Regions from separate parts of the Sus scrofa genome. Here regions 1, 2, 4, 5 and 6 are each linked to region 3. A link is a contact called in public Hi-C and HiChIP or PLAC-seq data. All regions are on one chromosome and are shown on one strand. The core of a region is the stretch at or near the end of the contact, and the rest is flanking DNA. Distances in the headings are between cores, read along the strand shown. Region 1 holds the start of CRK (CRK proto-oncogene, adaptor protein). Region 2 holds the start of INPP5K (inositol polyphosphate-5-phosphatase K). Region 3 holds the start of TLCD2 (TLC domain-containing protein 2). Region 4 holds the start of MYO1C (unconventional myosin-Ic). Region 5 holds the start of PITPNA (phosphatidylinositol transfer protein alpha isoform). Region 6 overlaps RTN4RL1 (reticulon-4 receptor-like 1).

Evidence for each region. A called contact is a pair of places that touch in the nucleus more often than the background predicts. HiChIP or PLAC-seq counts read pairs in DNA pulled down with a chosen protein or histone mark.
Region 1: a contact with region 3 is called in an H3K27ac HiChIP or PLAC-seq map of alveolar macrophages. The contact joins the promoter of CRK here to the promoter of TLCD2 in region 3. A contact is called at or near these places in 2 of 2 datasets of contacts at active chromatin or transcription factors (alveolar macrophages and skeletal muscle).
Region 2: a Hi-C map of skeletal muscle shows a contact between it and region 3, with 3 times the contacts expected there. The contact joins the promoter of INPP5K here to the promoter of TLCD2 in region 3. A contact is called at or near these places in 1 of 5 promoter capture datasets (fetal liver), 2 of 47 Hi-C or Micro-C datasets (liver and skeletal muscle) and 2 of 2 datasets of contacts at active chromatin or transcription factors (alveolar macrophages and skeletal muscle).
Region 4: a contact with region 3 is called in an H3K27ac HiChIP or PLAC-seq map of alveolar macrophages. The contact joins the promoter of MYO1C here to the promoter of TLCD2 in region 3. A contact is called at or near these places in 2 of 2 datasets of contacts at active chromatin or transcription factors (alveolar macrophages and skeletal muscle).
Region 5: a contact with region 3 is called in an H3K27ac HiChIP or PLAC-seq map of alveolar macrophages. The contact joins the promoter of PITPNA here to the promoter of TLCD2 in region 3. A contact is called at or near these places in 1 of 5 promoter capture datasets (liver), 4 of 47 Hi-C or Micro-C datasets (embryonic fibroblasts, liver and subcutaneous adipose tissue) and 2 of 2 datasets of contacts at active chromatin or transcription factors (alveolar macrophages and skeletal muscle).
Region 6: a contact with region 3 is called in a Hi-C map of liver, with 2.8 times the contacts expected there. The contact joins the enhancer-like site here to the promoter of TLCD2 in region 3. A contact is called at or near these places in 3 of 5 promoter capture datasets (fetal liver, fetal skeletal muscle and liver), 7 of 47 Hi-C or Micro-C datasets (embryonic fibroblasts, heart right ventricle, liver and 3 more) and 2 of 2 datasets of contacts at active chromatin or transcription factors (alveolar macrophages and skeletal muscle).

What each region holds. Positions count from the first base shown.
Region 1 is chr12:47,684,018-47,688,396 of Sscrofa11.1, reverse strand. It overlaps CRK (CRK proto-oncogene, adaptor protein), which reads left to right and starts at 2,805. Exons shown (of 3, transcript NM_001137636.2): 1 at 2,805-3,158. The coding sequence starts at 2,918. It overlaps LOC110255905, which reads left to right. Exons shown (of 3, transcript XM_021066311.1): 3 at 2,489-2,685. The coding sequence ends at 2,685.
Region 2 is chr12:47,735,990-47,740,818 of Sscrofa11.1, reverse strand. It overlaps INPP5K (inositol polyphosphate-5-phosphatase K), which reads left to right and starts at 2,473. Exons shown (of 12, transcript NM_001190292.1): 1 at 2,473-2,533; 2 at 4,351-4,458; 3 at 4,781-4,829. The coding sequence starts at 2,487. It overlaps PITPNA (phosphatidylinositol transfer protein alpha isoform), which reads left to right. Exons shown (of 13, transcript XR_001304419.2): 13 at 1-1,188.
Region 3 is chr12:47,916,931-47,921,475 of Sscrofa11.1, reverse strand. It overlaps TLCD2 (TLC domain-containing protein 2), which reads left to right and starts at 3,219. Exons shown (of 5, transcript XM_021067585.1): 1 at 3,219-4,545.
Region 4 is chr12:47,714,173-47,718,465 of Sscrofa11.1, reverse strand. MYO1C (unconventional myosin-Ic) reads left to right here and starts at 2,796. Exons shown (of 32, transcript XM_021067559.1): 1 at 2,796-3,078. The coding sequence starts at 3,004. It also overlaps a transcript of INPP5K not described here.
Region 5 is chr12:47,782,904-47,787,287 of Sscrofa11.1, reverse strand. It overlaps PITPNA (phosphatidylinositol transfer protein alpha isoform), which reads left to right and starts at 1,901. Exons shown (of 13, transcript XR_001304419.2): 1 at 1,901-2,183.
Region 6 is chr12:48,128,234-48,132,705 of Sscrofa11.1, reverse strand. All of the region lies in intron 1 of RTN4RL1 (reticulon-4 receptor-like 1), which reads left to right. Among named protein-coding and RNA genes, the nearest start is that of RTN4RL1, 16 kb to the left of the region's middle. Within about 2 kb of position 2,230, at least 2 of the 83 cell types and tissues checked have an H3K27ac peak or open chromatin away from gene starts, as enhancers often do. A contact at or near this core is called in liver, where this site is marked.

The sequences.
Region 1 (4,379 bases), core at 1,556-4,055, 230 kb after region 3:
TTTTTTTAGGCAGCATATGGAGGTTCCCAGTCTAGGGGTCAAATCAGAGCTGTAGCTGCTGGTCTATACAACAGCCACAGCAATGGTGGCTCCGAGCCGCATCTGCGACCCACACCACAGCTCATGGCAATGCTGAATCTTTAACCCACTGAGCGAGGCCAGGGATAGAAACTGCATCCTCATGGATGCTAGTCAGATTGTTTCCACTGAGCCACACCGGGACCTCAGTATCTCCAATGTGCTTTTCTCTTGAACAGGTCAGCCTTCCGTTTCTTTTCCCCTTTCATCTCTGTTTCTCCCTCAGGCACCTCCAGGAGAATCTCCCTAAACAAGAAAGTCACATTCTCCACATTCTTTGTAGGGCATATCAGGCTTCTCAGGGGCAAAAGCCACCATTTTGGCTATAAATCCTTCTGTAGAAGAGGGGAGGTGGAGGAGGAGGAAAGAGAGGAGGGAGGGGCAGGGGCTTTGGCTTTTCATCCCAAAGCCACTCCCTTCCCACCTGGTTGGCCTCTGAACTTGCAGGTTCTCTGTGCTCCAAGGAAGAACACCCTTGAGGGGCCGTTTGGTGCTGGGCATCCCCTCCTTACCAATCCCCTGCTTATTTTCCAGCTCAGTTATGATTTGTTTTCTTTGTTTCTTTCTTCTCTCTTTCCTCCTCCCTTAAGGTCTTTCCTTCAGTCCTGTCCCTGTGCCCTAGAGAGGGGACCCTCAGAGGCAAGGTGTCAGGACCGCCCCCCCCACCAGGCGATCTCTGGTAAGGTCCTGCCTCCAAGCTCAGTCACTGTGGGGAAATGAAGAAGAGCCACTTCTCTTTCCCAAAGGACCCTGGGCTGGCTTCTCCTACTAGCTTGTGGTGACAGGCTGTGACTAAGCCAGGGTCACGATGAGTCACCCGCAGCAAGGAAGGTGCCCTTGGCTCCCCACCCCTTCCCAGAGCAGGCCCAGGGGTGTGTGAAGTGGGTCCGGAAGAGGTGCGTTATTCATGTAAGGCCATAAAACCCAGGGCTGACTGATTTTTTTAAAATGACTTTCTAAATGAATATTTAGAAAAGGGGGGGAAGTCTATTTCTGCCATATTTCCCCCACCCCTCATCTCCTGCCATTGCTATCCCAGAAGTCTGAGGATATAGAAGTGTGACCAGAGAGCTCTTTTCTTTCTAGGATTTGTTTTTTCTTTTTCTTTTTTCCTTTTTTTTTTTTTTTTTTTTTGCTTTTTAGGGCCACATTTGTGGCATGTGGAGGTTCCCAGGCTAGAAGTTGAATCGGAGCTATAGCTGCCGGTCTACGCCACAGCCATGGCAACGCCAGATCCGAGCCATGTCTTCCGACCTACACCACAGCTCACGGCAATGCCAGGATCCTAAACCCACTGAGCGGGGCCAGGAGCGAACCCGCAACCTCATGGTTCCTAGTCAGATTCCTTTCCGCTGCGCCACGATGGGATCGCCTCATTCCAGGATTTGAATCTCAGTTCCCAACTCAGCAGCCATGTGTCCCAGGACAAGTTACCAAACTTCTGAGCTTCATCTGTAAAATGGGAATAGTTGTAAAATACCAATCCAGAAGGTTGAGAAGATTAAATGAGAGACCTACCTAAGGGCAGTTAGCACTATGCCTGGCAGGTAAAATTCCCTAAATAAGTGTTAGTTATTCTTATGAGGCAATTATGGAGTGCCTCCTACACTTGATGCCTAGCCTTTGAGGAGATCTAGCATGGAACACGGACTTGTAAATCGAAAGATTACAATACAATGGGTAATACAACAGGTAGAACCATAAGAGAGATAACCTGGGAGTTCTAACACCTGGAGACTGTTAAAAGTTTTACACAGGGTAGCAGCACACTCAGAGCTATAATTGAGAAAAATACAACTTGGCAGATGTGTGCTATGCAATTAGGGGCAGCAAGACTATAGAATACCAGAGACAGGCTGTCATAGGAATACAGATATAGATATGGAATATAGAGATAGCAGTGATCGTGACGGCAGGGAGAGTAGAGGATATCCAAGGCCAGACTTAGAGAATCTGGGCAGATGACTTGAAAGCCTCAACAGAGAGGACTCCATATGTCTCCTTGACTTGGCACACTCTGGTCCCTTTGTCTTGAATGCTTTTCCCCAACTGCCATTCAATATTCAGCTCAAGCCACTGGGAAGTACTCTTGGGTTCCTCTAAAGCATGGATTAGGGGGCCCTGCTCTATGTTCCTAGAGCCCCTTGTCCTTACCCCCATCAAATGGCTTGGCATCCCTTCGTCATGGCCTGTTTCCTGGTTCCTCCCACGGGGTCTGAGAATTCCCCGAGGGAAGGGCCCAGCCTAGATGACCTCTGCGACCGAAAGGCAAACGTGGTGTCAACTGTTTGCTGAATGAATCAGTGAAAACAAGAGCTTAACAGATCTGAAAATATTCAGAAAATATTCGTCTCAGGGAACTCAGGCCCTGAGGCCACATCACCTTTTCTACTCCAATTCTGTCTCCTAGTTGCTGCCCAGAAGCACCGGGCCTTCCAGGAAATTGAAGCCTGGACTAGCCAGAACCGCGTGGCCAACAGCGCACAGACAAACTTCTGCGGACTGCTAGTTGAGGCCCCGCCCCTCGGCCCTAGACGCCGCCTCTCCACTCTCTGCAGTCCCTGTCCCCACCAGGCGGCGACGCCCAAGAGTCCGCATGCGCAGTGAGCGCGCGAGCCGCCCCTTGCCCTTCTCCCAATGGCGGGCGGCAGTCCCCTTCCCGGCATCCTCCCGGAGGCAGGGAGTACGTCATTTCCGGTGGGGAAGGCCCGCGGCCGCCGCCGCCATTTCAGGCGCTGCTGTGAAGCGGAGACCCGAGCCGGTCCGCTGGGCGGCGGGCGCCGGGACTGGAGGGGCGCGCGCGGCGGCGGCGGCCCAGCGTGTAGGCGCGGAGTCGGCCATGGCGGGCAACTTCGACTCGGAGGAGCGGAGTAGCTGGTACTGGGGGCGGCTGAGCCGGCAGGAGGCGGTGGCGCTGTTGCAGGGCCAGCGGCACGGGGTGTTCCTGGTGCGGGACTCGAGCACCAGCCCCGGGGACTATGTGCTCAGCGTCTCCGAGAACTCGCGCGTCTCCCACTACATCATCAACAGCAGCGGCCCGCGCCCGCCAGTGCCACCGTCGCCCGCCCAGCCTCCGCCCGGTGAGGGACGGAAGGGACGGGAGGCCCCGGGCGGGGGTTAGGGCCGCCGAACTCCCCAGCCTAGCCGGCTGCTCCTCGAGAGCTGACCCCCACGAGGGACTTGGGCAGCGGGCTGGAGTGACCGTGGCCGGAGGGCAGCCCGCTGTCCGGCTCGCTCCCACGGACGAGCGGGAGTGTGTGGGGGAGGAGGAGCCGCTGACCCAGGCCTCTGGGTGTGACTTGGGAGGACAGCCCAGGGGAAGGGGAACTGTTTCGGCCCCAGGGTGGGGCTAGCGCCCGTGCAGGGCCAGGCAACGTGGGGACAAAGAGCTGAGGGGGATGTTGGCACTGCGGGGGCATCACTTGGCAGCGGTGCCCGGAATGAATCCGATAATCCTACAAGTGGCTTTTTAGGCTTGAAACATTTCCTGCAGTGTTGGAGAGCCGGGTTTGGCTATACTCCCCTGGTGGCCTTTGGTAGGAAGTCACCGCATACCGGCCGGGAGGGATGGAGACACCCTCAGGAAACCGGTCAGCTTTTTCCTTTCTTGGGCATTTTTCCAAAATACTTTTACCGTCCTCTTCCCCCGCGGAGGACGAAGGTGGTGAGCTAAGTGCCTTGGTTATAGAAGAAAGGTCCCCTGTCACCAGCCCAGAATAAGCTGATGCCCGGCTGACTGTGCCGAGGAGATCCTGGTGTCCAGCGACTGTCTTTGACAATTAAGGGGTTGTAGTTTTCAAAGCGAATAGTGGAGGAAAGAATTTTTTTTTTTTTCAGGAAATAAACCAGATATACGCCAATGGAAACAATCCCTTCCCTGAAAGTGAATGGAACTTCATTTTTCCTTGGACTTCAGCATTGTCAGTCTTATACTGCAGGGTCTCTCCTTGCTCAGTAGGTTGGGGGTTGTTGCCTGAATTTTCCTAGATATGTCTGTCTTATACATAACATGGGCTGTTTGGGGAGTGTGAAGAGGATTTATGCACTTGGTACTTGAAGTTTGTGAGGTACAGAGTAATTCTGAGGCTGTTGTTACCTGTGTAACAGCACCTAGGGTCTTAGTGCCTTTTCACGCTCACCAAGCTGAAGCAGTTTCCTCCTGACCAGTTGAAACTAGATTCAGGCTAGTCTCACATGAATTGAAAGTCTCCTGAACTAGCCCTTTGCAGACTTGCCCTTTTAGAATAATCCTAATTTAGATTTATCCCCTCTGACCCGAAATGGGAAGATGAAATAGTTTC
Region 2 (4,829 bases), core at 1,224-3,723, 180 kb after region 3:
TCGTGTGTCCTTAGGTTTTTGTCAGTTTGCCTTACTCATGTCTAAGTGCAATAAGGGAGCATCTCACAGGATGACACCTGCGACTTCCTGACGGCTGCTTCCCTGTGCCCCTCTTGGGGGAAAGGTGGACAGACTCAGCATAGTTAGCTCCTGCCTTCATCGAGGCCCCTTGGGGACCACTGTCCTGTTACACCTTCCTTTTAGGCTCCTCACCTTGCGGGGTCTATGGGGAGGTTCAGTTGGTCTTAGGCATCCCAGCTGCTGGTAGCACTTATGTGACTGGGGACGACGAAGAGGCATTCCTACTGGAGAAAAATGTAAATGTTTTCCTACAAGCTCTGTATTAGCTATAATTATATTTGTGCTTAAAGCTTTCCCTTCTTCATTCATCAACTAAGCGAAGTCCAGCCGTGGGTTATCCTGGGAGAAACAGTGATATTCTAGGCAGACTCTTGTTGATGTGGCTTGAGGGGCAGCAGATGCTTGTCTCCTTTCAGCTCTTCTCTGAGATCCATGCGTATCACTCCAGCTCTGGGGTGTCTCGCTCTTTTCTCTGGTTCCTTCCTCCTCCACCTGCTGTCCCAGTTCAAAAGCATCTGCATGAACTGAACCAGAATTTCCAAAGGTCCGCTGGATCTGGGGCTCCAGCCCACATAAACTTGAGAAGGGATGTCCCTGGTTTGTTCCATCCCTACGGACAGTGTTGCTGCTGGGCAATGGTGTTGGCTTCTTTTAAGTACCTTCCTTCCCTCCTTTCCACCCCTCAAACTGACTAGCACTCCGAGAGGCACATGACACAAGGCTCAGCTCCACTGGTGGCAACTGAGGATGTGCCATGCCCCTTCAGACCAGCAGCTTCCATTAGAGTTCCAGGGCCAGTAGTCCCAGTTGGAGGCAGCAGTGCCTCTGTAGGAGGGGTGCTGGACTCTGGCCTTCTCATGGAGAGCGGTTGGAGACAGGGTCAGTATTGTGGGCACATGTATACCTTCCCAAATTCTCTTAAAGTCCCTGCTGGGACTCCCTGACTTATTTTAGTTGGTTCCTAGTGCTACTTCTTTTACAAAATACACTTTGTAGAACTGATTAGATTACCTTGTTTATTTCATGTGAGTTTGTGCCTTTTTGTCTCAATCTTCCAATACAGATATATTGGGGGAAAAAAGCAGTCTAATAAAATCCTAGACAGAGCTTTCTGGAGTCCAGCTTATTGGTGATGTCCTTCTGTCCATTTTACAATTTAGATATTCTCCAACTCTGGCTGACATCCCCCATTTTACCAAGGAAGGACTAGAAAAGGTACAGGATATCTCCGAAAAGTTGTGCAGGTCTATTTCCGTAAATTAAAACATCCCCTTATTTTATTTATGCAGATATCCCATATCTGAATGTAACTTGACCATTTTCTGCTGGCAATATTTCCTTTTCGCTTTTGTCTTCCCTCTTCACATTCCGCCCCTTTCCCATCCTACCAAGCAAAACATTTATTTAAGAGAGCCCTTACCCTGGCTTTTGGGCCTGGGAATCTCATGAAGCTTGTCTGTAAAAGTGTGCATGTTTCTGGGGAAAGTCACACCAGGTCACACCAGTCACACCAGGCTCTCACCAGGTCTTCAAAGGAATCCCATGCACTGTCCCACCCCTCCGTCTCCCAAATGTTAAGAACCAGTGATTTGAAGGAAATCATAGTTAATCTTTGGCACAGTAAATATTCACGTTTGGTCGTAAAACAGAGGCAGCGACTTAGTTTTCATTCAGTGATGGGTAACTTTCGGAGTTCAGGAGCCCCTAAACGTCCAATGTGTAATAGTTTGCATGAGTCTGAAAAGCTGGAAACACTTGAACATGGGAGTGGAGAATGGAGGCGCTCAGTGATCAAGAGGAGAGATGACCTGTAACGGGGGCGGGGGGGTGGGGGACTGGATTATATAGGCCGACAACGGCTGGGTTGCGCCCCTTCGCCCCTCTGGGCATTGAGAACCTGGACGGAGCGATGAGGACCGAGGCCCCAGACCACGTTCAGTAACAGTGAGCCTGGGCACGCAGGAGAGCTTCGCTTGGGCGTGGCAGCGACTTCCGCCGGAAGACGACTCCTCCCGGCCGGCCTTACGCGAGGCACCCTGGGAGCCGCGGGGGCGGTGTCTGGATCGCCGCCCCGCCCCCGCCGGGCGGGGCAGTGTTGCGTCGGGTTCTGATGACAGGAGGACACGCCCCTTGCGTTCCCGCGTCCCCTTGGCCCCTTTCCCCTCCGCCTTTCACCGTTTCGCGCTCGTTGGAGAGTCCCGCCTCTTCCCCCGGGCCGCGCCACCCAGAGCCTTCCGTGCGCCTAGGCCCCGCCTCTTACGGAAGCCGAGGCGGAGGGTCGGAATCCGGAAGAAAAACAATCGAGCGAGTGAGCTGACCGGCACCTGCTACCCGATCGGGACAGATCAAGCCAGGATCCGCTGAGGCTGGGAGACGCGAACCAGCCGGGGCACCGCGTGGGAACGATGGCTGCCACGAACCCCCAGACCGAACCGAGAAGCAGGACGCTCAGGTGAGGAAGGCGGCTACAGGCAGGCCCGCCTGCTCCGGGCGGAATCACTGCCTCCGACTCAGTTGGGGCTGCGGATCTGGGGCAGAACCAGACTGGGAGAGAAGGGGCCAGACCTACAGGGCTGCTTCTAATTCAGAGGCCTCCCACATTCTCCCAGGTCGGTACGAGAGGGCTATGTTGGGCTTGAACCTCGCGCCCCCTCCAAACTTAGGCTGCTAAGCTCGTTCCCTCTTGGGGGCTCCAAGTAGGTGTTCCAGTTGGCTTCTTGAGGAGGCAGCAGTGTTGAGCTGTTTGAAGTTAAAAACATAACAAAGCATTCACTCCTTAGCTTTGGAGTAGAAATCTTATTCTTTGGATCAGCACATACATCATGGGGTCTGCCTGATCCCGTTGTGACCTCCTGAAATCCGAAATCAGATTTGGATAACATCCTTTAGTGAAGTGATAATAGCCTGGTCCCATGCTTGCTCTTTAACGAGGAACAACGCTAATCACCAGCTCAGAGCCGGTCACGATGCAAGGATTTGCTGCTAATCGTCCTTCGTAAAAGTGGGAACCAAAAATCCCGGCTTTGGCTCTCCATGCACTTAGAGCAGGCCCCTGGAAGAACAAGGAGCCTTGCAGTGAAAGGGCTGCCTTCCTTCCTCCTCCGTTGGACAGCAGGGGGAGATCGTAAACAATCGAAGCACAGAATCTCTGGCCGAGGGCCTGGGAAGGTGGTTTTTGTATTGTTTTGTTGATGTTCGTAGGGAGGGGCAGGAAGTTGCTGTACGCTGGCCAAGAATTTCTTGCAGTTGTGCTTTTTAGAACATGGACCTCGAAGAACAGCGTCTGGTGGGGAAGAGATGTTAGGGACATTCTGTCCTTCTCTCCCACCCCCCACGATGGGTCGACTGCTGTTAGAGATTCGCCTCCTTGTGATGTGCCTAGGAGTCACCTGAGGCTTGGTGGCTCTAATTGGTCTCTGCAGGGTTCGTAGCCCCTGCCTGCCCTGTACTCCACACAGTCTGGAGGCTTCCTGGGAGCGCTGCTTTAACTCTTCAAATGAAGAGATTTGCGAGTCTGTCCTTCCCCGGAGCCTCAGATGGGATCCAGTGTTATTGAGAGCTTCTGATTCGATGTGTTGCTTCCCAAGTGTTTGTATGAACATGGAAAATGTTATCCAGCTGATGACGTTTCCCAAAAGAGGCTAGACTCTTGAGATGTTGAGAAACTTGTTATTTGGAATCTTCTTAGGCTCTCTGAGATGCTTGGCAGAATTGGTTATGCTCCAGGAAGGAGTGGGAAGGAAATGTGGTGTCTTTATCTCTGTTATTTTTGAAATTCCTCTGTCTTGTAGTCCTAAGCCATCTCACAAGGTGAAAATTGAAACCTCCAGAATCTCTCTGGTGGTGGACGGAACCCATGGATTGAAGGGTGGGGAGCTGGAAGTTGACTGACCCATAGATGACTGCTGAGGTGTGAAGGGCTGGTGGAATTAATAAATCTCTGGACTCTCCACCCCATCGCCACCCCTTCCCTCGCCTGACTTTTGGGCCACGCTGGTAGCTCTCCTAGTGTGCTGGCAGCTCTGCACTGGCGTTGCCAGGCACAGGCAGCCATGGGCCTACACAGAGGAGCCAATCCAGGGTGGGAATTTCCTGCTTCAGGGGATAGAGGTGAAGGGGCCCTGTGCCCTCCTCCAGATGCAGAAACATGCGTTTCCCATTCTGACTCCGCCGACTGTGGGATTGTGGTGCAGCCCTTCGCCCACCCAGCCCCCGGTCTGGTACCTGGACGACATCTCATCCTCCTTCCTCCGTGGCTTCCCTTCTCAGCATACATGTCGTGACGTGGAACGTGGCCTCTGCAGCACCCCCTCCAGACCTCAGTGATCTGCTCCAGCTGCACACCCCGAACCTGAATCTGGACGTGTATGTCATTGGGTAGGTGTCTGCAGGGCCCGTCCGCCACCCCTGTGTCTGAGCTCAGGTAAGCCCGACCGGTCCCAAGTTGTCCCCGTGGGGAACCGCTGTCGCCTGGACACCCTTGCTCTGGGGCCTGAAGGCCTGGAGCTTTCAGGCTGCGTCAGGGCCATGCAGCGTCTGTTCTCCTGGGTCATAAAGGGCAAGGGGCTGCCCATCATCAGCCAGGGGAGGGGAGACCACCGTCACGAGAACCCGAGGCCAGCTGAGGGCAGGACTAAAAGTCCGAGGCAGAGGCAGGGCCCTCCTGGCCGGGGGAAGGCCTCTGACCTGGGATGGGCAGTTTGCAGGAAATGAACTGTGGGATCATGAGCCTCCTTTCTGACACTGCC
Region 3 (4,545 bases), core at 1,970-4,469:
CCATTTGGCAGAATGGAGACTTAGAATCTGGAGCACAGACGGTCTGTCCCGGGAGGCCTTTTGTGTGTGTGCTTCAGGGCAGTCTGGGGGAGAGAAGTAGCCCAGGCTCAAAGGCCTGGAGTTCTTGGGAGGAAATGTTCCCCCAAGACTTCCTGTTGAAGATCTGCCTCTGCTGTGCCACAGAGCCTGCCTGCTGTGGTCAGGGCCTTGCAGATGCCACGGTGGCTGGGAGGAGGGTGCAGCACAGGACAGAGAGCAGAAACCAGAGAGCTGGCACCAAAGCTACAGGAGTTCTTTCAGGGTCTCAGTTATGATTCATTTGCAGGATAGGCCATTGTCTTCCCAGAACCCACTCTCTGTTTTTTTGAGTCCCACTCCTGGAAGGAGAGTTTACCTCACACAGGGAGTCTGGTGTGGAGATGTGGGAGTTCCATAAAGGTACTTAAGAAAAACTAAAGTCCTAATTGGAGAGGAAACAGGAATGGCTCAGCCATGATCCGATGCCATCGTATTTTCTTTCTTGAAAGGGCAACCAGAGCCCCTGCTTGGTCACATGATCTTGGGCAGTAATAACTTAAAACCACCATTTATGAGAACTGATTAGGAATCAGGCATCTCACCAAGCACTTTGCATACTTTGATTTGTTTAATTCTTACTGCAACACTTTTTTTTTTTTTTCTGTCTTTTTGCCGTTTCTAGGGCTGCTCCTGCGTCATATGGAGGTTCCCAGGCTAGGAGTCGAATCGGAGCTGTAGCCACCGGCCTATGCCAGAGCCACAGCAACGCGCGATCCGAGCTGCATCTGCGACCTACACCACAGCTCACGGCAACGCCAGATCCTTAACCCACTGAGCAGGGCCAGGGACCGAACCCGCAACCTCATGGTTCCTAGTCGAATTCATTAACCACTGCACCTCGATGGGAACTCCTGCAACACTTTTTTTTTTAAGCCACACCCAAGGCATGCAGAAGATCCTGGACCAGGGATCAAATCTGCGCTATAGCAGTGACCCAAACCACAGCACTGACCCAAACCACAGAGCTGACAATGCTGGATCCTTAACCTACTGAGCCACCAGGGAACTCCCCTCAGCCCTTTTTAAGAAGAGTTTTTTGGGTTGTTTGTTTTTTAGGACCTCATCCATGGCATATAGAGGTTCCCAGGCTAGGGGTCTGATCAGAGCTACAACTGCTGGCCTATACCACAGCCACAGCAACACCAGATCCTCAACCCACTGAGCGAGGCCAGGGATCAAACCTGCAACTGCATGGTTCCTAGTCGGATTCATTTCTGCTGCAGCACGACGGGAACTCCTGAAGATAGTTTTATATCCATTTTAGGATGAAGAAGCTGACTACCTTAGGTAACTTGCCCAAGGTCACATAGCTAAGAAGTCGTAGAGCCATGATTCAAACTCAGGCCCATCTCACTCTATAAGCAATGTTCTTCATACTCCTTGGCCATGCACTACTATTTTTTCACCTGGGAAATGAGGTGTCCCTTGACAATCTTGTATTCCCGACATTGGTCTGAGAACCAGAGACCAGAGGATGGATAATTTGGACAGGTGGTACGGCCTGCCTCTTAGTACCAATAAAATTGGGTCCTTGTAGTCTTTGCTCTGGTCTCAGTTTACCTAGCTAGACCAAGCAGGCATTACTTTTTCTTCAAGTTTGTGTGTGCCCTGCCCTCTAGTGGTTCTGGCTTGCAATGCAACAATGACCTTGAGTGTAATTAACCTTACCTCTCAAGACAGTTCTTTCCTTCTCTTAAATAGGGATGTCCTGGCAATACTGGGCACTGGTGTACTAAGATTTCTGAGGCACTGACACCTTCCTCAATCTGAGCCCTAAAACCATGGTTTTCCAAATGTATGATGTACTTCTGATTGAGACCCTGGAATCTGAATTTTTAACAAGCAACAGAATTAAGCAGGTAATTTCCAAGCTGCATCTTGCAATAGAATGCTCTGTGCAGCTCTATTCTCAAATGCTTCCTGAATCCCAACCCACTACCCTTAGGTTTTGGGGAATCTGGTACCAAATTAGCCACTCCCCTTTGCCAATCTCAGTATTGAGTTTCTTGGAGTTCATGGCTTGGATGGTCAGGGAGCGAGGCTGCAGAGCCCCAGCAGTCAGCCTGTGTTGAATGTTAGCTCTTGCTGCTGATCTGGAAGAAAAGTGAAGGAGGCTGGAATTCCCTCCTGCTGCAGAGGAAACGAATCCTCCTAGTATCCAGACAGGGGGTTGATCCCGGGTCTCGCTCAGTGGGTTAAGGATCTGGTGTTGCCATAAGCTGTGGTGTAGGTCGCAGATGTGGCTAAACATTAGTGCACCAACTGTGGGCCAGGTATTGTAGTAAGTGTTTTCAAACATACTTCTTTTGGAGTTCCCCTTGTGGCCCAGTGGAAAAGAATATGACTAGTAACCATGAGGTTGTGGGTTCAATCCCTGGCCTTGATCAGCGGGTTAAGTACTTCCATAAGCAGCAAGTTCGGCCCTAAAAAAAAAAAAAAAAAGCAAACATACTTCTATTTATTTATTTATGGCAATGCCCATGGCATGCAGAAGTTCCCCAGCCTGGAATCAAACCTGACCAAAGCAGTGACCTGAGCCACAGCAGGGATAATGCTGAATCCTTAACTACTAGGCCACCAGGGAACTCCAAACATATTCCTTTTTAAATCCCTACAATAAGCCATGCACTTATTATACATTCTATATTTTTGGGGGGTCTTTTAAAAAAAATTTTTTTTTGTCTTTTTAGGGCCGCACCCATGGCACATGGAGGTTCCCGGGCTAGTGGTCTAGTCAGAGCTACAGCTGCCAGCCTACACCAGAGCCACAGCAATGCCAGATCCGAGCCGCGTCTGCGACCTACACCACAGGTCATGGCAATGCCTAATCCTTCACCCATTGATCAAGGCCAGGGATTGAACTCACAACCTCTTGGTTCCTAGTCAGATTTGTTTTTGCTGTGCCACAACGGGAACTCCTACATTCTATTTTGTAAATGAAAAAAATGAGGCTTAAAGATGTTAAGCATCTTCATCAAACTCAGAGCTAGTAAGGGAGTTCCCATTGTGACTTAGCAGGTTAAGAACCCAACTAGTATCCATGAGGATGTGGATTCGATCCCAGGCCTCGCTCGGTGGGTTAAGGATCCAGCACTGCTGCAAGCTGCAGTGTAGGTTGCAGATGGGGCCCAAATCTGGGGTTGCTGTGGCTGTGGCCCCAGCTGCAGCTCAGATTTGACGCCTAGCCTAGGAACTTTCATATGTCACAGATGTGGCCCTAAAAAAAAAAATCAAAAACCTCACATCTGGTAAGAGCTTGCATTTGAATACAAGTTTGTCTAACTCAATGATTCTCAACTGGGGGCGCTTTTGGCCTCCAGGGGACATTTGGTAATGTCTGCAGACAGTTTTGATTGTCATAAGTAAGGTGTGTGTGTGTGTGTGTGCTGATAGCATCTAATTTGGCTGGGGATGCTGGCAAAAAAGCTGCTATGTACAGGACAGCTTCCGCAAGAAACTATCCAGTCCCAATGTCAATAGTGCTGTGACTGAGAAATCCTGGACTTGAAGCCTGTGCTTTTGCCCTATAGGGAGGGAGGGTGGGGGCATGAAAAGTTAGAACGAGATGGGAAAGGGCCTCCTCCAAGGGGTGAAAAGGGAATGGGGCTTCTATGCTAAGGATAGTGGAGAACAGGGCCAGCTGGTGAGATTTCTTTCTTCCAGGCTTGGCCAAGACCCTGCTCAGCTTCTCCCAACCTTGCCAATTCAGTCCTGGGACTTCACACTAAGCTTGTCCTGGAGTGACCCTGACTCCCAGCTCCAGGCTGGGGCAAAATATTGACCTGGGTCTTCGGGCAGGACTTCCCAGCCAAAGCCCCTGATCCCTGGGGCCATTGCGTGCCACCTGCAGCCCTTGGGCAGCTACACATTAACACCTTTGCAATGAAGGGGTGAAAGTGTTAAAAATGGAGCAGGGCCAGGCCGTGTCTAAGGAGTTAGAAGTGGAGTAACAGGTAAAGCCAGGAGGATCCCGTAGCAAAACCCTGTCTGGAGAGGAAATGGAGCAGGGAGGAGGAGACAGCTTGACCCTGAGGAGGCTTGTTTCCATAACCATTCATCTCTAGGCTTGGTCCTCAGCTTCACTGAACCTTCCCCAGTACCTCTTCCTGGAGCACCTACATACCCCGCCAGCCACCATTCTGGGCCTCCCCAGTAGTGGCCTCCCTATGAGACTGGGGAGGACGGGTCTGAGCTGACTTTGCTGACAGGAAATACCTCTCCTTCCAAGCTCAGAGCCTCTGAAGAACTAACCAGCAGCTTGGGGGAGGGAGGAAGGAGAGGGCGGAGGAGGAAGACAGTCTTGGAGAGGGAAGAGGGAAGAACGTACAAGCAGGTCCTCCATATTTGGGGTTCCATCTCTTTTCTTCCCTCACCCCATGAGGGGGTGGGGATAAGGGGATAGAGGAGGGCAGAACTGGAGGAGGATGTGGTAACAGCTGATTCGTCCCCGGAGGTCAGACTTTCCAA
Region 4 (4,293 bases), core at 1,547-4,046, 200 kb after region 3:
GTGAGGGCAGGTGGAGAGGAGAGCCAGAATCCAGCCGTTGTGGAGAATCTGGCCCCGGGGGTCTTCCGAGAGCATTCTCCAGGTGCTGCATGGGCCTGGCCTGTCCCCACTCCCACCATTTGCCTTCAGCCTCTGGTGACTCAACGGCCCTTCTCCCTGGAGGAGACACCTCAGGGAGCCTGCTCTGTGACTGTCACTCCCATCCTACCACCTGCAACCGAGGGACACTCCTGCATTCTTACTCCACCCTGGGAGCCATCAAGAACTGTCCCTCTCGGAGTTCCTGCTGTGGTGCAGTGCGATCAGCGGTGTCTCTGGAGCGCTGGGATGCAGGTTCGATCCCTGGCCCAGTGCAGTGGGTTAAGGATCCAGCAGCACTGCTGTAGCATAGGTAGCAACTGTGCCTCGGATCTGATCCCTGGCCGGGGAACTCCATATGCCATTAGGGGCGGGGGGGGGGGCAAAAAAAAAAAGAACTGTCCCTCTGGCTTCTAGCAGGCCATGGCCAATCTGTGTTCTGTGGCTGTTGCGTTGGTGGATAATTAGAAACATGGCTTTTACAAATGCACGTGACTCCGTCATGATGGTGCTGGGAGCGGGCACACGGTAATGGGCCCTGGCTGGACCCCAGGACGAGGGACCTGTCGTCCAGGCTAGACTGTGTCTGAGAGTGACACATGTTGCCCAGGTGGGAATGGGCTGAGGTTCTGGGATGGTGGCCCTCTGGGTCCCTGGCCCAGGTGGGGCGTGTCACCTACGCTGTTGGGTACTTGGTTTACTCTGCTGTTGAGTAGGTAGGATGGGTTTCCTGGGACTGAGCTCTCAGCAAGGTGCTCACTCTGCTCTCGCGGTTCCTCGCTCCCCAGCTGGCACTCCCTCCCTCCTTAGTCTGAAGCCCTGGCCCAGGGTTAAGGTCTCCAAACACCTCACCATCTCTTCTCTCTGCCCCTCCTCTCCCCAGATCCCTCTGCCCCGGTGTCCCCATGGTAACTTCTGTCCCTGCCCCCGGCACACACGCACACCCAAGGAACCCTGAGCCCTCGAACTTGCCCACTTCTCACAGGCACAGGCGTTGTGGGTGCTGCCACAGAGCACCCTTCATCTGGGAACCGGACAGGGAAACCAAAGCTTGAAGAAGTGGCATCAGGTGGCTTGGTGGTTAAAGAACCCGACTGGGATCCATGAGGATGTGGGTTTGATTCCTGGCCTCACTCAGTGGGTTAAGGATCCAGCATTGCTGGAAGCTGTGGTGTAGGTCGCAGACGTGGCTTGGATCCCACGTTGCTGTGGCTGTGGTGTAGGCTGGCAGCTACAGCTCCAATTCGACCCCTAGCCTGGGAACCTCCCTGTGCCACGAGTGCAGCCCTAAAATAGCAAAAAAACAGAAGTGGCATGATTCCTCCAAAGTTAGCCAGGCAGCTGTGGTGTCATGCAGGACCAGACACTCGGGAATGGGGTCGAGACCTGGGTTCTAATCGGATTTCCATCTCTCCGGTGCCCCAGGGGTCTCAGTTGTCTATAAAATCCAAATAATGTTCCCATTCACAAGGTTACTGTGAGAGAACAATTGCCAAAACCAAACGCTCGAGCCAGCTCTTCCTTCTGATTAACGGAGCCCTGGGGCTGGGTCTCAGGGCTCCTGACTCCAGGGGTCCCCGCTTCTCCTCCCGTTTGTGGCCCATGCTTGTTCTCCATTGTGCCCACCTCTCTCTGTCGCTCTTAGGGCTCCACACGCCCTACCCCTGCCCGGAGGGCCGAGTCCAGCAGGGATCGAGAGGCGGGAAAGGGGGGGAGGGTGCTCCCCCTCCTCTTGGCCCCAGTCAGGATATGGCGGCTCTGGGCCCAGCCCTGACCGCTGGGTGGAAACAGGAAATGTGTGAGACTTGGTGTGCGCTGGGTCTCTGCGCCTGGCTCCACGGCTGATAAGGGCCATTGTGTGGCCGCCAGGGATGATCCTGCCCTGGATAGATGTGCTTCCCGGAGGAAGGAAGGAAGCTTTGCTGGCCTTTCCTGGGCGGGGGAAGCCGAGGGCAGGGAAGGAAGGGTGCCTGGGGGAAGGTGCCTACCCCAGGGGCTGTCAAGGCCAGCGTTGCCCCACCGGACCCTGCCCCTCCCATGCCAGCGTCTGACTCTGGAAAGGTCGCTTTCCCCATCCACTTCCCTCTCCGCACTTCCTATAAGGAATGGCCTGAGATCCAAGGGCTCAGTCCCAGGCCAGGAAAGTGTCAGCTGTGATTTAGCAACAATGAAGATAGAAAAACAGGAACGTCTGGGGGTGGGGAGCATCTGAGGGTGGCGAGGAAAAGTAAGGGGCAAATAGGACCCAGCTACCCACTGCCACGCCACCCGGCGACCCATCTCTTAAACGTTTGAGGCTCCAGAGGAGGATGGGACAGGGACCTCCTCCCCGTGCCCTCCTGCCTCCCAGCTAAACCCCTCTGCCAACATGGCCAGCTGCCAGAAGCAGCCCTGGCCTCTCAAACTCCAGGGGCTCACCTGCTGCTGCAGGAGGCAGGCAAGCTCGGGGGACAGGCAGGCGGGGCAGTGCCTACTGATGCATCCTCTTGGCTTGGGGCAGGATGCACATTTGGGGAGTGGTCACAGCTCTCCAGCGGACACCAGTGAGAACACCCGGCCGTGAAGCTGCTGGGGGGAAAAACTTCCTACCCTTTGACCTGGAGCTCAGGGTCCCTCGTGGGTGGCTACATCAGCTCCTCTGGTTACCTGGGACAACAGGCATTTCCTCCATCCCTCAGCCCCTCCTCTTCCTGCCCCAACCCCGCTGGGCCAAGAGGCTTCCCAATCAGACCTGGGCTGCTCCAGCTGTGTCCTGAGGCGCTGGACCAGACACATCCCCTGGGGCTGAAGTTGAAGCTGAACCAAGTGGCCATCCCAGCTTAAGATCAGATTCCTGGTTCCGGCAACAGGCAGAGCCAGCAGGCAGGCAAGCGGGCTTTTGCTCAGAGGCCCCAGTGCTCAGCACGCTGGCTATCCACAGGCGGAATGGCACTGCAAGTGGAGCTGATACCCACGGGGGAGATCATCCGTGTGGTTCATCCCCACAGGCCCTGCAAGCTAGTAAGCTGGGAAGCTCTGGGCTGGGAGGAAGGGTGGCTGTATCTGCCCAGGGCCCAGCAGACCCTTCTCAAGCAAACCCCTTGAGAAGGCAGTGAGCAGTGGGGAAGCGTTCTGATCCCTGGTGGAACAGAGACAAACCGGGCAAGAAGGGGTAAATGGAAGGAAGGTTGAGGGTTTAAGCCTATAAGGAGCAGGGTTTCAAAGCCGGGATCTGGGTTTGAATCCCTTCTCCTCCAGCTCCCTGATCCTCAGCGGGCTGGGCTATGAACTGGTGACAGAGCCGCTCTGAGATCTAAGGACCAGTGCACATGAACCTCCAGGTGCACAGTACAGGCTCAGTTAAAGCCGCCGCTTTCCCGTCTGGCCTGAAGAAATGACGCCCACCGGCTCAGCGCGGTAGCGTGGGCGGGAAGGCAGGTGAAGGGGGCATGGTAGTCACAAATGGGAAAGAACTGACTTGGCCTGGCATGCAGGGCAGGGTCGGGTTTGCTCTGGGGATGCAAAGGCGCCCTACGATGAGAAGCGAGAACCCCATAAGACACCCACTCGCCCAGGACTGCAGCGAGTGGGCCGGGTCTTCGGTCGGAGGAGGGTGCGTGTGTGTGTGTGTGTGTGTGTGTGTGTGTGTGTGTGTGTGTGTGTGTACCTGTGAGTGTGAATGACTGTGACTCGCCTCGTCCCGGGAGAGCTGGCTGCGGAGTGCGCTGCACCAAGCCTCCGCGGACACGAACGCAGACCTGGCCGGGCGGGCAGGCGGGCGAACGGGGCGGGGCCGGAGGGTGCGCGCGCGGGGCCTGAGCCCTGCCCGGGATGACGACAGGCAGCGGCCCGGCCCCGGGCGGGCCCTGGGCGGGGAGAGCGTGCCGGGGCCGCGGACTCCGGAGCCGGCCACGCCGCCCAGCCTGGCCCCCGCCCGCGCACCCGAGAAGCCGAGCCGGTGGGTACGCGGGGCGCGGGGCGGGCCGTAGCCGGGGCGGCGGGGGGTGGGCTCCGCTGGCGGGCAGGATGGGGGAGAGGGAGAGCGGCCGGGCGGCGACCTAGGCCCGGAGCTACCGTTCGGGAGGCGGGGTCGCCGGCGCGGAGACTGCGAGGGCCGAGGGTCGGCTCGGCCTGGCCGGGGCAGGGCCCCAGAACCTGGCGGCTCCAGGATTGGGCTGATGGAAACGTGGATTCGTTGCGGGTAACGTGAGGGCGAGGAGGAGCGTCCTGGGGGCG
Region 5 (4,384 bases), core at 652-3,151, 130 kb after region 3:
GCATCCGAGCCCATCTCGTTGAGAACTCCTGGGAGAGGATTTTATAGGCAAAATTGGGGGTAAGGGCTGCAGAGTGTATGACTTCCTTCTGATTGGTTGGGTGAGGTAATGGGGCGGGGCTCCAGGAATCTTGTCTTCTGCCTGTAGTTACCACCTTCCACCTGTGTGGGGGCCCTGTTCCAGCAGCAGAACTCAAAGGTGTTTTTATGTATATTCCTTGAGGAGGAACCAGAACACTGCCCCAAGACTGCACTATGGTTTCTTGCTGCTCCTCCCTTGTCTCTGTAACCCCTCCCTTCCCAGATGAGGGAATTCAAATTCAGTTGTTTGAACCCACTCTTTGGAACTCAGGGAAGGTCAAGGAGGCTGAAGCCTATTCCCCACAAGCAAGAAAGGCCCCACAGGGTCCTGCTCCGTCTCAGAGTTATTTTCTTTCCTGGCCTAGGTCTGTCTGCCCTGTGTTCTCTTGAAGTCAGTGCTGTCCCCCCCAGCTCCCAGGCCAGAGACCTGGGTGGGTTTGCCTCTCTTTTCTCACTCTCACTCTCTCAGCTAATTCGTCAACAGGTCTAGTTGATTTTACCTCCTGAGTTGCTCCTGAATCCATCTCTCCTTCCTTTTTTTCCCCCAGAGCCAAACCTGCGGCATATGGAAGTTCCCAGGCTAGGGGTCGACAGAGCTGCAGCTGCCAGCCAATGCCACAGCCACAGCCACTTGGGATCCAAGACTCTGTGAACTACAACACCGCTCACAGCAACACTGGATCCTTAACCCACTGGGCGAGGCCTGGGATGGAACCCGCATCCTCATGGATACTAGTCGGGTTCATTACCACTGAGCCACAGTGGGAACTCCCATCTCTTCTTTTCCCCCCTTTCCCACCACTATCAGAGCCCACCTCTACCTGGACTTAGGCAGAGGCCTCCCTACTGGTCTCCCTGCCTCTGCTCTGATTCCCTAGGTCCCCTTTTCATCCAGCTGTCAGAGTGAGCCTGACAGCAAACTTGCTTAAAAGCCATAAATGCCCAACCCTGCCCTTAGGATGGACTCCAAACACCTTTTCACTGGCCAGGAACCGCATACTTTGGGTCCAACCCGCTCCCATCTCCTACTGTGCCTCAACCCCCAAATTTGATTTTTGGCCTCAACCACAGTATGCAGAAGTTCCCTGGGCCAGGGATCGAACCCATGCCACAGCAGTGGCCAAGCAACATGCCAAACCGCTGCAGTGACAGCGCCAGATCTTTAACCCCCCTGAGCCACAAGAGAATTCTAATATAGTTTTTCTTTATTTTCAAAAAAATTTTTTTTCCCTCTTTTTATGGCCTCATCTGTGGCACATGAAAGTTCTCCAGCTGGGGTCAAATCAGAGCTACAGCTGAGGCCTACGCCACAGCAACGCCAGATCTGAGCTTCATCTGCGACCTATGCTGCAAATTTACAGTGTTGTGTTAGTTTCAGGTGTACAGCAAAGTGAAATATATATACATATATACGCTCTTTTTCAGATTCCTTTCTCTTATAGGTTATTGCAAAATACTGAGTACAGCGCTATTCAGTAAGTCTTTATTAGTTATCTGTTTTGTACACAGTAGTGTGTATATGTTAATCCCAAACTCCTAATTTATCCCTCCCAATTATTAATATTTTTTGACACAGCCTTTTCCTAGATTTCAAACCACACCACCCTGGAGGCCCATCCCTACAGGGGCATCCCATCCTGCTGCAGTCACCTCTAGGACCCTGCGGGCCCTCTCCCCTCGGCTCCGCCTACCGCCAGGGTCTTGCGCATGCCTGGGGTCCACCCCGGACGCGGATGCTCAGGCCCAGGCCCATTTAAGGACGGGAGGGGGCGGGCCGGGAAGGCTCCGCCTCCGCCCTGAGGTCAGCGCGCAGCGCTGCGTGTGACGCTCTGGTTGCCGCAGAGACGCCCCGCCCCGCGCGGCGCTGCGGAACCGGAGCTCCGGGCGGCGTCGGCAGTGGCGCGGGAGGTGGCGAGGCCAGGGCGGCAGGAGCCGGAGCGGCTACCGCAGCGAGAGCGGCGGCGACAGAGCAGACCACAACGAAGGCGCACAGGCAGCCGAGCCGGGCCACGGGGAGAGCGGCCGCCGGGAAGCGGGCAGGAGGCTGGGCGGGCAGCGGGCAGCTGCCGAGCCGCGAAGCGACATGGTGCTGCTCAAGGAGTAGTGAGTGTCCAGCCGGCGGTGCGGGAGCGAGGAGGGAGGGAGAGCCGAGGATGACGACCAGGGAGGCTGATAGTCTAGCAGAAGGGATGCAGCGGCCGGACGGGGCCCGACGGAATGGAAAGCCCTGGATAGGCTTGTTGGGCGGCACAGCAAGGGGCGAGGGGGACAGCGAGGGCCGGACAGGGCCCGAGGTGGGCCCGACGGGGATAGAGAAGGACAGACAGCACCTGAGGTGGGGTCCAAGGGGCCGTGAAGGCCAAATAGGCTTGAGGAGAGGCCGCGGGGACAATGAGGGCCGGACAGGCCTGAGATGAGGTCAAGGGGACAGGGAGAGCCGGACAGGACATGGGGGGCTGCTGAGGGGAGCGGGAGCACGGGGTAAGATGTGGGGTGGTCCTAGAGTGAAGGCTGAGAGAGGCAAGAGGCAGCCAGAGCTGCAGGAGTGGCAGAGTGTACCCAGAGAGAGGGAGGAGTTGTCTGAGCCTATGAGGAAAGGCGGACAAGGGCAGGCAGGGCCAGGGTGCCGGCCAGTGGTGGGAAAGGGTTTGGGGCTGAACAATACCAAGGGGCACTGGGAGATCAGAAAAGACAGCTTCCAGAATGGAGTTGAGATGATGGGGAAAGAGTGTTGAGGGTAACCTGGGGTATGAGGAGTGGCTGCCTTGGGCATTAGGAGGGTGGTGATCAGTAGACACAGGAAGACGACTGGGGCTGAGTGACAGGGGAAGAGTCTAAGGAGTTAGCAGAGGGGACTGGTTGCCTGACATGATGCCCAGGTGGTGGGCACAGAGGCGGAAGTATTTGGAGTTGGCGGCGCAGGCGGGGAGGGGAGCTTAGGATGTTTGCTTGGAACTTGGAGACGCTTGGGTGAGGAGTCCCGGACATAATGGCCAGGGATAGGGGACAGGGCCAACATGGCCCTGGGGGATTCTCAGTCTTGGTGCAAAGAGATGGGGAAACTGTTTTGAGGAATTATTTTCATAAAGCCATTGACTGAGGAAAGACAGTGAGAGTGAAGGAGTTTCTGAGGAGTGATGCAGAGGCGGGGGGGTTAGCGAGTGACTTCTGGTCAGAGTTTCAGGGAGATGAGCTCGCTCCTGAAATCCAGCGCACTGGGTGACAGGTGGGGATGTTTGTGTGGCTAAATCAAATACGAGGTGACCCATTCCTGAAGCTCCTGGTTCCAAGTAGTCATCTAAGGACTTTTTTCTTCAAAGAGGAGAGATTGGCAGGGTGGGGTGGGGAGGTAGAGCGAGGGATTGGATGTGTACTTTTATTTATTTGTTTACGTATTTTTTTGTGTGTGTCTTTTTTGTATTTTCTTGGGCTGCACCCGCAGCATATGGAGGTTCCCAGGCTAGGGGTCGAATCAGAGCTGTAGCCGCCGGCCTACGCCACAGCCACAGCAACACGGGATCCGAGCCGCGTCTGCGACCTACACCACAGCTCACGGCAATGCCGAATCCTTAACCCACTGAGCAAGGCCAGGGATCAAACCCGCAACCTCGTGGTTCCTAGTGGGATTCGTTAACCACTGAGCCACGATGGGAACTTCTGGATGTGTACTTTTAGAACTTTCTGTGAAACTGTGCCTCCCTGGAGGGGAGGGCAAGTGAGCAGCCTCGGGCCAGAAGCCCGGGAAGCGCGGAAGTGGGAGATGTCCGGGTGAGAGCAGCTGGTGGAGCTCACTCAGCAGCGAGCAGGTGCGTGGAGAGCTGTTTCCATTTTGTCAGGGAGGGGACTTTGCCCCCTCGCATCTGGCTCTGCTCCTTGGAGGTTGCATAGGGCATTTGGGACATGGTGTGGAGCTTTGGATAGCAAAGGGAACAGAGACCCAGGTGTCATCTCAGCCTGACACCTCAGCTGAACAGCATTATTTCAAAGCCCCTCCACCTCTGTGTTTTTTCCGTTTTGTTTTGTTTTGTTTTTAGGGCCACCCCTGCGGCCTATGGAGGTACTCAGGCTAGGGGTCAAATCAGAGCTGTAGCTGCTGGCCTACACCACAGCCACAGCCACGTCAGATCTGAGCTGCATCTGTGGCCTTCACCACAGCTCACGGCAACGCCAGATCTTTAACCCACTCAGCGAGGCCAGGGATCGAACCTTCGTCCTCATGGATGCTAGTCAGATTCGTTTCCGCTGAGCCATGACAGCACCTCCCTCCTCTGTTTCTTGACATCCTCAGAGCTTTGTGTGGTGAA
Region 6 (4,472 bases), core at 981-3,480, 210 kb before region 3:
CTGCAGCTTCTGGCTGTTGGAAGTCAGTCTGGTATGTGCTGAACTCGCAAGAGCTCCCTCCCCTAACTCGGCCCTGGGGGGAGAGGGCTATAAAACCCATTATCTCTTAGGGTTTCCTTACCCACTCTTCTCATCTTTATTATGTACTCATAAATTACTCAGTTGGACAGTGCTCTGCTTTTCCTACCAAGACCTGACTAATAACAGCATCCTTCACAAAATAAAATGCAGCTCCAGTGTGACATTGTGTAAATAGTATTGAATCAGTAACTAGTGTCATGTCTTTACGAGTTGACTGGAAAGGTTGATTGAATGACTGTCCATATAAGCTAGAACACAAGGCACTTAGTACCCAAACCTAATTTTACCCAAACCTCCAAAACTATAAAAAAAAATTACATCACAATAACCTAGGGGGAGTTCCCGTCGTCGTGGCGCAGTGGTTAACGAATCCGACTAGGAACCATGAGGTTGCGGGTTTGGTCCCTGCCCTTGCTCAGTGGGTTAACAATCCGGCGCTGCCGTGAGCTGTGGTGTAGGTTGCAGACGCGGCTCGGATCCCGAGTTGCTGTGGCTCTGGTGTAGGCCGGTGGCTACAGCTCCAATTGGACCCCTAGCCTGGGAACCTCCATATGCCGCAGGAGCGGCCCAAGAAATAGCAAAAAAAAAACCAACCAACCAAACAAACAAACAAAAACACAGTAACCTAGGGCTTGAAGGAAAAAAAAAAAAACTTCCTATCAGGAAGCAGGAGGGAACAGGTTTTATTTTTCGTTCTTTGTTTTTTAGTGAGGGGGATGGAGAAAAGCATCTCATTGTTTTCCCTGAACACACCTTGTTAAGAGCAGAAACAGCAAGTTGTCTTAGCCCCAAGTTACAGATGAGAACACTGAGGCTCAGAGGGGCTGGAGAGCTCATCTAGGGCCCCGGGCTGCTGCCTCACCCCACCCCAGCTCTGTTCCTCCGTTAGCAGAGGACACTAACAGGTGCAGAAAGAGTGGCCAGTGGGGCGGCAGGGGACGGCCAGCAGGGCAGGATTTGTGTTGGGAAAGAGACAGCACTCAGGAAAGTTTACGGTTGTACTTGGCAGATTTTTTTATGGAACAAAATTTGCACTATTGATTCTGTGGCAAATGAAAAACCTCTCGTGGACATTCTGGGCTTCAGAGATCTGAAATGTTTAAACGAGGCTGGACTGAACCTGAGGAGACAAAATTGCCAGGCGAAGCTGAGCTCAGGTGGTACCTGGGATGAGAAAACTCTGCCTGTTCTGCGCTCTCTCCCGGGGCTGCTGTCAAGTAGCAATGGTTATCACCTTCCTGTGATTGGCCCACTGCCCCTGGTGGGCTGGTATTTCTGCCTTTGATAAAGAGATGTGATCTCAGCGACTCAAGGTGGCCCATTGGAAATGGGGGATTATTGCAAAGAGATGCATGACCTGGGCTCCAGAAGCCTCCAGGGGAGGAGAGGCAGCTCTAGGAAGTGGCAGCCACTCTGTGGCCCTCTCATGGCCTCTCCTTCCATCCCCGCCAGCTGCTCTTTCTCCTGCCCCACTCTCTGCACCCATGACTTTTCACCTTGCACAAGGCTCCATATGGCCACCTAGGGCTGCTTACTCTTTTTTTTTTTCTTTTTTTTTCTTTTTAGGGCTGCACCCGTGGATATGAAGGTTCCCAGGCTAGGGGTTAAATCGGAGCTATAGCTCCTGGCCACAGTCACAGCCACAGCAACGCAGGATCCGAGCCTCGTCTGCAGCCTACACCACAGCTCATGACAACGCTGGATCCTTAACCCACTGAGCGAGGCCAGGAATCAAACCTGCAACCTTATGGTTCCCAGTTGGATTCGTTTCCGCTGCTTACTCCTCAAGACAGTCTTTCACCCTCTCTTCCCACCTCGAATTGCCCCACATACTTGGGGTTCTCAGCTTTATTTCCCAGAAGGAAAACCCCATTTGAGCCAGCTGTGTTTTCCCACGTCAGACCATGTCTAGATCTCGATCACCTGGGGATTATCTATCCACGGAGGAGATGAGCTGGCCGCCTTTTAGAGGTCCTGGGGAGGGCTCTCTCCACTGACAAACACTGAACAGCAGTTGAGTGCCTGCCTTTGGCTGGCCTGGCACCGAGGATGCAGCAATGAACAAAACCCTAGTCCTCTGTTCTTACAGAGCTTACGTTCCAGAGAGGAGGTTAGACAATGCTATTGTGTATTCCAGCTCTGTTTTGTCGAGGGCTGGTAGGTGCTTAGCAGAAAATTAACAGAGTTCATTAAGGAACAGAAGGTGACCAGAGAGCTGTTGTTTTGTTTTGTATTTTTTTTGGCTGCCCCAAGGCACATGGAGTTCCCGGGCCAGGGATCAGATCCGAGTCACAGTTACGACCTATGCCGCAGCTGCCTGCAGCAACGCTGGATCCTTTAACCCACTGTGCTGGGCCAGGGATCCAACCTGCGTCCTGGCGCTGCAGAGACACCGCCGATCTTGTTGCCCCACAGTGGGAACTCCGGAGCTGTTATTTTAGAAAGAGAGGCTGGGAAGTCTTTCTGATAAGGTAACATTTGAACAGAGGCCTAAGGGAAGTCAAGGAGGGCTCTTTGCAGCTACCAGGGAAGCGTTTTCTAGACAGAGGGAACAGCAATGGCCAAGGCCTGGAGGCAGGAGTATGCTTGATACAATACCTGGCTGCCTGGGGGACTGGAGCTCTGAGTGGGGCAGGCGTTCTGAGCCCATGGAATCGTTTCAAGTTCCTTTGGAGAGGACCAGAGCTTGGGGTCAGCCCCAAGTCCACCAGCCACTTGGTCAAGGGGCAGGGGGAGCCCAAACACAGACCGAATAACAGCTATGGTGGTGGGTCTTGGGAATCTCCATTCCCATTGGGGTCAGACTCTTCTCCTTGGCTGTTAATGTGGTCCAGGCTACAGCCTGGGCATAAGGGCAAAGGTCAGTTCCCATAAGCCCTTGCCTTTTCTCCAAAGCATGAAACACAGACCTGAGTCCTGCGAAAGGTCTTGTTTTTTTTTTTTACCCGCTGCCTCATATATACATCAGCCTTTTCTCCTTGGAGTGAAAATTTTGAACTTCTCAAATAATGCATACACATGGACAGATAATTTTGGAAAACCACAGATTGGCAAAAAGAAAATCACTCTAATCCCACAGCCGAAGAGTGGGAACGCCCATCCCTCCCAGGGCGTTTGGTGCATCTTTCCTTGTGCCCCCCCCCCTTGATAAATTACAGTAGGTCTCAAATGCCTTCCTGGGTTGGTCATTCTAATTTTTATTTATTTCCTGGCTGTGGTATAGGATCTCAGTTTCCAGATCAGGGATCAAACTTGGGCCGCAGTGGTGAAAGCACTGAGTCCTAACCATTAGACCACCAGGGAACTCCCTACGTTGGTCATTCTAAGCCTGTTTTCATGGCTGCTGAAAGGCCAGCCCTCTGGGTTCTGCGCCGAGGCTGTTTCCTGTTTTTTGCTGTTAGAGACCATGCTGCAGCCCACACGTGTGTGTACACCTTGGCCCATGTGTGGGCTTCTGGGTAGGAGAGGGAGAGAAGGGTGAGAGGTCACGGCCTTCACAAGGAGCTGAGTGGATGGAAACCGTCGCGGGAGTTCAGTGTTGCCCCTTAGGTAGGCAGGCTTGGCACTACCCCCAAACAGCCAGCCAAACCCAAAACCTTGTGGCTATTTGGAGAGGGAGAGGGGTGGGTGTGTGGGTGTGTGTGGGGGTGTGTGTGTTGGGGTCATGGACACGGCCTAGGTCTCCAGTGAACGGGGCTGTGGGCATACCAGAGCAGGGAGACATACAGAGGCATTAGTTTTCCTTGGAGCCGGGGTGGCTTGTGGCACCAAAATCTCCAGAGGGTGGAGTACGAGGAAGAAGAGCACGCCCCTCCTGGAGGTCCCGTCGTGGTGCAGTGGAAATGAATCCGTCTAGGAACCATGAGGTTGCGAGTTTGATCCCTGGCCTTGCTCAGTGGGTTAAGGATCCGACATTGCCATGAACTGTGGTGTAGGTCACAGACGCGGCTCAGATCTGGCATGGCTGTGGCTGCGGTGTAGACTGACAGCTACAGCTCTGATTCAACCCCTAGCCTGGGAACATCCATATGCTGCAGGTGCGGCCCTAAAAACAAACAAACGAAGATCATGTCCCTCCTTGGCTTTCGATCTGGACCAGGGGATTTGTGTGATTTCGACAGATTTGGAGGCTCTCTGGTGCTAGAAGGGACCTTATAACTCAGGTGAGGAAATCGAAGCCCAGAGTGCCATGGTGGCTTAGCTAACATCACACAGCACTGGGCAGAAAGGCTGAAGCACACTTGCTGGCTTACCTTTGGGAATATGCTCCTTATCTGTCCAGGACCCCCATCCCCCACCCCTCCCTGTACCTCTGCTCCAGTGGGCCCTCACTGGTGGCTTTTCTGGCTGTGCTAGTGGCTGTCCTTGCTCGGTGGAGCGTTTCTCCCCCA